Regions from separate parts of the Hordeum vulgare genome. Here region 1 is linked to region 2. Evidence: chromatin contacts called from public Hi-C data. All regions are on one chromosome and are shown on one strand. The core of a region is the stretch at or near the end of the contact, and the rest is flanking DNA. Distances in the headings are between cores, read along the strand shown. Region 1 holds the start of LOC123447547 (phytochrome A type 3). Region 2 holds the start of LOC123447546.

Region 1 (2,961 bases), core at 222-2,721, 130 kb after region 2:
TAGTTTGTATCTGCTTTGGTGCAACCTATCCTATTCATCACTTGAAGATTTTCAAAGCGATCAGTCGGCTGTGATTTAGCTGGGTCAGGTTCACTCTTCTCAACATTACGGTAACCCGATGATCCTTTTTCCAAACAAAATGTATGGCTTAATAAAAAGCACCTCCTAGTAGTGACCTAAAACGTCTTACAAAAGTTTACAGAGGGAGTAGAATAACAGTTGGAATAATTTCTTATATAGGAGAGTCAATTATCTCATCTGGAGAAAAAGAATGTGGCCATAGTATTGGGAAGGTTAGTTCTGGCCTTTCTGTCGTGTACTTGTATTATTTCTCTTGATGGAGAGGCCGGGGTTATCCCCTTTTAGAAAGAAGAAACTTGCATTATTTCTCTTCTCTCTTTTTTTGTTTTTGCGAAGAGTGTACTTGTATTATTTCAACAATACGGAATACCCCCATGCCAAAATTCAGAAGAAAAAACACTCTAGCAAGGCATGAGCAACCCTTGTTGGTACTTCCAGTAATATGCGTTTTCCGGATCATGGTTCCATTTCACATGCTCTATATTTCTAGCAGGGGTGTAGACTTTGAGTTTTTGTGCTCCCGGCGTCCAAAACCTCCTGGTTTCATAGTGCAAGACTGAAAGCTTAAAAAGTTTCAGAAAAAGGCAAAGGCAACCGAACCTACAACCACAAGATAACATTCAGGAGGAACCTACATGATGAATCGAACAACAAAAAATCAGCACGCCACTACCATCGAGGTATCGATCACCGCAAACAACCAAGCAAACAGATTACGAGGGTCTCTGCCTCGGCAAAGCGCCCTCCGGGATCGACGAACCGCTCGGCGGTTCCTGTCATTCCGGTGACATTTGACATGGCACATGGATGGAGAGAAATCAAGGACCACCCGGCGCTCGGAAAGTCTGTAACTGGAACGAACGCCAGCACCAGAAGACCTCTCTCAGTCCCAAATCAGCTGAGCAGAGAGATGCTCTGCTTTCGCTGGTCAACTAGAAAGGGGATTCTGATTTCTGAATCCCCACACTTGCAACACTACTACTGCGGAGCAGGAACGTGGCTCTCTCAACCTCTCCCCAGCGCCACAAATTCATGCTGTGTGGCAGTACGGCGCTGAGCCCTGATCACCGGAAACAGAGCAGGGACGTCGCCCTCTAACTTCCCGGGATCAAATTAGATTCTGGAATCACCATCACGCGTCCAGAGTCAACAGGGAAGAAACCTCTACATCCAAGTTCCAAGCATACATACACGCAGGCGGAAGATGGGAGGAGGTTAGAGGGGAGGGTACCTGCTGCCCGGCGCCGGCGGCAATGGAGAGGTGGCGGGGCCGTGGTGGAGGGGAGGAGTGGGCTGGTGGAGTGGGCGGGGAGTGAGGCCCGTGGCCGTGGATGGTGGACGTGAAGCAAATAAATACTGGTAGTGGCGGCGTGGCGTGGCGCGCCGACCCTTGCTCCGCCCATGACCGGCGCCGATGGGAGAGCGACGGGACCTGTCGACGATTAATTGCCCGCAGCCTTTCCGTCTCGACTTGATTAAACTAACTTCACCTGCCTCCCATCGGCGGTTAACCCGTTGTGGGACTGCAGATGGTACGCGAGATCGTTCATATCATAAGTGAATACGGTAACACTGAAAAGTCTGATCTTGACACCAACGTCCGTCACGTGTCTCCGGCATCATTACATTAGCCATCCGAAAAAAATGATGGATCACCTTTTCACTCGAACTTGACGCGACTCCATCGCTGATATGCAGTTTTACGGACCTCCAAGGCGGCTCACCAAAAGTTAAGCCATTGCCAATGAACGAATCAGACCGATGCAACATCCCGAACACGTCATCGAACTTTAGATCTGGCACCCCACCACGACTAAGACGTTGAAGGAGAAAATCATACCTGCCATCCACGAACCACGAACCCAGCACATGTCCCGTCTTCCAGATGTCCTCCATCTAGACTACAATCTGCATCTACTCCTCGACTACCTATCAAGCTCCACGCCGACGTCGGAGAAAACACCGTTGCAATGGCGGAGTCCGAGGACACAGGTCCTCCACGAGGACGCCATCGCCATCACGCCATCCTTGCGTGGACATACTGGTTTCCAAATCCATCCCGAACCATAGGTCCGATGGCCTCGTCGGGGAAGGATCCGAAGAATCTTTATTCAACGCCGTCATCGTCACCGCCGAAGCCAAAACGATGAACAACCTAAAACCTAGACCACGAGGGATTAAAAACGATCCACACTCGTGAATCCGGTGACCCCCTGGTCGTGGGCGGAGGGGAGCCGCCGGAGAACGGTGCTGAAAGATTGGCCTCTCCTGACAGCGGCTAGGGTTCGAGGCTTCCAGCCGCCAGGGAGGAGAGGAAAACAGTATATGTCACGAAAAGTTTATACCAACTGTAACGAGCTTCTCAATCTGTGCTACTCTCCAAGCATATACACTCAGGCTTCATGTGGGTGTCAAAATCGGCAGATCTCGGGTAGGGGGTCCCGAGCTATGGAAATTGGATCAATGGGTAACAGGAAACATGGGGACAGTATTTACCCAGGTTCGGGCCCTCTCGAAGAGGTAAAATCCTACGCCCTCCTCGATTATATTGATGAATGTATGATGATTACACAGTCGATTTACCACGAGATCAGTTAGACTAAACCCTAGATAATGGTTATGTCGATGTCCTCTACGAACCAAAACCCTTTGATTTATATAGACACCAGGGATTCCTAGGGTTACATATGGTGGGTTACATCCAAGAATAAACATGCTGATATCATCATCTTGACTTGGAGTACATGTCAAGACTTCACAAGTTTCCATCCTAAACACGACGTCACCTTATAGTCCGGCCCTTCAATGATAATCGTAGAACGGCCCATGAGTCCGGCCCGTAGAGATAGGCCAGTGGCCCAAGGACCCCTTAGTCTCAGA
Region 2 (2,945 bases), core at 154-2,653:
TGCCTGTTGCCCTCATCAGGCGGCTGCCTCTTTGCTGGTTTTCCAGAACCATCGGCATTGACGCTCTTCTTCGTATCTTTCCTGTCATTTCCATCCTGGTGAGTAGTATGGTAGCTAGACGACGGGATTTCAGTAGGAAATGGAAGCACTGTCTTGACTGCATAGCCATTCAAGGGTTCCTCCTTTTCTGGAACCAGATTCTTGTCACTCGAATGGCCTGGTTCATGGACCTCACTTCTCCCCGCGGTGTCAACCTTCCCCTTCCCTCTTCCAAACGACACCTTCTGCTCCAGCACCGGACCAGGCTGCTCGGTCCCGACGCCCCGGTCCCTCTTCTCAGCTACCGATGTGCGGCGATGCCGCGGCACCTCCTCGGACACGAGAAGCTCGGCCAGCTGCTCCACGGTGCTGTTGGCAATGCTGAAATTCCACGGATACAGATCCCCCGTGTTGTTGCTCTCGAGAGGCAGGCCAATCCCGAGCCCCTTCTTCCCATCAGATCCGTTCGCCAGGCCTCCCACGTCAATCTCCTTGACGATGAACTCCCTCGACGAGTCGGCGCTCCTCACGGAAGAGGCGGCGCCCCTCGGCCCCGCGGTGGAGCCGCCCTCCTGCTCGTCCTCCTCCTTGGGCGGCTCGGCCGCGCGCCTCTGGCCGTTGGTGGCGCTGAGCTCCCCGCGGAGCGCGGCCTCGGCCTTGGCGAACCGGTTCTTCTTGAGGAACTCCAGCACCAGATCGATGTTCTCCGCCATGGTTCCCTCCGGCACCCGCAGCGAGACCCGGCGGGAGGCGCTGGGAAGCTTAAAAGGCCGCGCTTTCCGGGGCCCGGGGCCGGCCGAACCGAAGCTTCAGGCTCGCGAGGCCGCGGAATGCGCCCGCGAATCGAGCCCGCGGAGCTCCTCCCCGGAGCCGCGCTCTGCTCCCGCGGCAGCGAGGAGTGGAGCAAGGGGCCGGCCAATCCCTCTAGGGCGACGCGGAACCGCAGGCGCCGCTCCGCAGAGCGAGCGGGCGAGGGAGGAAGCACGAACCCGCGGGAGCCCGGCGGCGCTCGAATCGCGGGAGGAAAACCCTAGCCGTCCCCTCGGCCCCCAGCCCGTCCGCCGCGAGCGGGCGGGAGCGGCGGGGCGGAGGAGGGAGGGAGGGAGAGGGCTAGGAGGAAGCGGGAGGCGGGGCGGATCGGCGGCGGCGCGGGGGCATTGGGGATCAGGGGGCGGCCGGCGCGGCTGGGGGCAGCATATTCGCAGTGGTGGTGGTGGTGCGGAAAAGAAATGGTTTTTTTCCTCGCTCCGTGCCGGCTGCGGTGCGGTGTGGTGTGGTCGATCCGGGGTGGGGAATCGAATCGAGGAGGGATTTCTGGGGAGATGATGGATGGATGGCGATAAATAAGTAAAAGAATCCTAATTTTTTCCCCCCTCTCTCCCTTGCGTGTGTGTGTTTGTGGGCGGCCGTTCAAAACGAAATCGGTCCGGGCGGGGCGAGAGTGACCGTTCGGCGCTTTCATTGGCCTCGCAATTGGATTGCCCTAAGCAAAAGGGAATCCCATCCCATCCTGTCCCAGGTATCTCGCTGTAAAGTGCATCTCGTCTTGGATGCCCTATACCCCATCTAGGCTAGAGGTTACATACAACTACTCCTACAAGATGTGCGCTTTTTTTCCCCGTCTACAAGTATGTATAAAGTGACGAGGAATGTGCGCCTACATTCAGGTTCCATGCAAAGTTCTACTCCTATATGAGCATGAAACACACATAGATATACTGATCAAAAAGGTTGGGTCGAAATAAAAGTTTTCCCGTTGCAATTCCAATTAAAGGTTCTACACAGGGAAAGGGAAAATAAAACCTAAGATCCGCAAAAAAAGGAAACTAGGAAAATAAAAGGCCGGTGCTCTGCGCCCGCGCGCGGCACGATCCGCCAACTGCCGCGCGTCCGTACCGTTAGATCTTCATGCAACATTTTTTTTCACAATGCAGCAAAGTTTCGACGCGATGCAGAAATTTTTTCATCGGTTGCAACAAGAACAAAATTTATAGCAAAAAAATATCTAAGTGATCGTAACAAAAAAAGAAGTTGATGGTGCGTGGTAGCAAAAGTCAAACGCCGGTTGTAACAAATATCTACGTGAACGTGGATGCAACTTTTTTAGTAAACGGTTGCAGCAAAAAATGATGCCGGTTGTAGCAAAAATTAACACGATTGTAGCAAAAGTAAAAACACCGATTGTAACGAAAAATCCAACGAACTGGAGTTGCAACCAAACGTATATCCAGCTTTTTTACTGGACAAAATATAGCAAAAAAAAACGCTTGTAGCAAATATGATGGTGGTTGCAGCAATTTAGACGAAAAAAATGCTGCATGCCTAATCAGCGGGTCGTGTGCGGCCGGCTGAACGGTTCGGCCGACGCACCGGCCAGAAACGTTTCCCAAAATGAAAATATAGGCCCTTGCGCGAGAAAGTGTCGCGGATGGCTGGTTTTTTTTTTCTTTCTATCTTTTGGGTTTGCATCTAAGATGTTGGGATTCCACATGAAGCTCTAGAGGGAAAAAGATTGAGTCCTTCCTCCGAAGAAAAGTCGAGACGTGGCGAATAGGAGATAGAAGCCCTTTCGCGGCAGAAAGTGACGTCTATGTGGATTTCATGGCTTGGCTAGGTAGGTCACGTTCCGTGTGGTAGAGCGGCGGCACCATGCTCTTTGTTACTATCCGAACTCTCTACGATACGCGTAAAGTCGCCTCCTTTTGTCGCACCCTTTTTCTGTTGCCAGCGGGTGTTTTAGCCTGTGTGAGTATGAAGACAAAGCATCGTGATACTGGCGGTGGTGCCTTCTGTCGGGTTACGGTGGGTGTGATGAAGTTGTTGGCGCTCGAGGGGTATATTCAAGGTGGAAGGGGTGATGACCACACACTTAGCTCCATGAATGAGTATCCTTCTTTCTGGCACCT

What was found. A called contact is a pair of places that touch in the nucleus more often than the background predicts.
Region 1: a Hi-C map of leaf shows a contact between it and region 2, with 5 times the contacts expected there. The contact joins the promoter of LOC123447547 here to the promoter of LOC123447546 in region 2. A contact is called at or near these places in 5 of 6 Hi-C or Micro-C datasets (leaf and seedling) and 1 of 1 datasets of contacts at active chromatin or transcription factors (embryo).

The regions. Positions count from the first base shown.
Region 1 is chr4H:20,929,143-20,932,103 of MorexV3_pseudomolecules_assembly, forward strand. LOC123447547 (phytochrome A type 3) reads right to left here and starts at 1,472. Exons shown (of 6, transcript XM_045124155.1): 1 at 1,313-1,472.
Region 2 is chr4H:20,799,920-20,802,864 of MorexV3_pseudomolecules_assembly, forward strand. LOC123447546 reads right to left here and starts at 1,404. Exons shown (of 7, transcript XM_045124152.1): 1 at 1-1,404. The coding sequence starts at 752.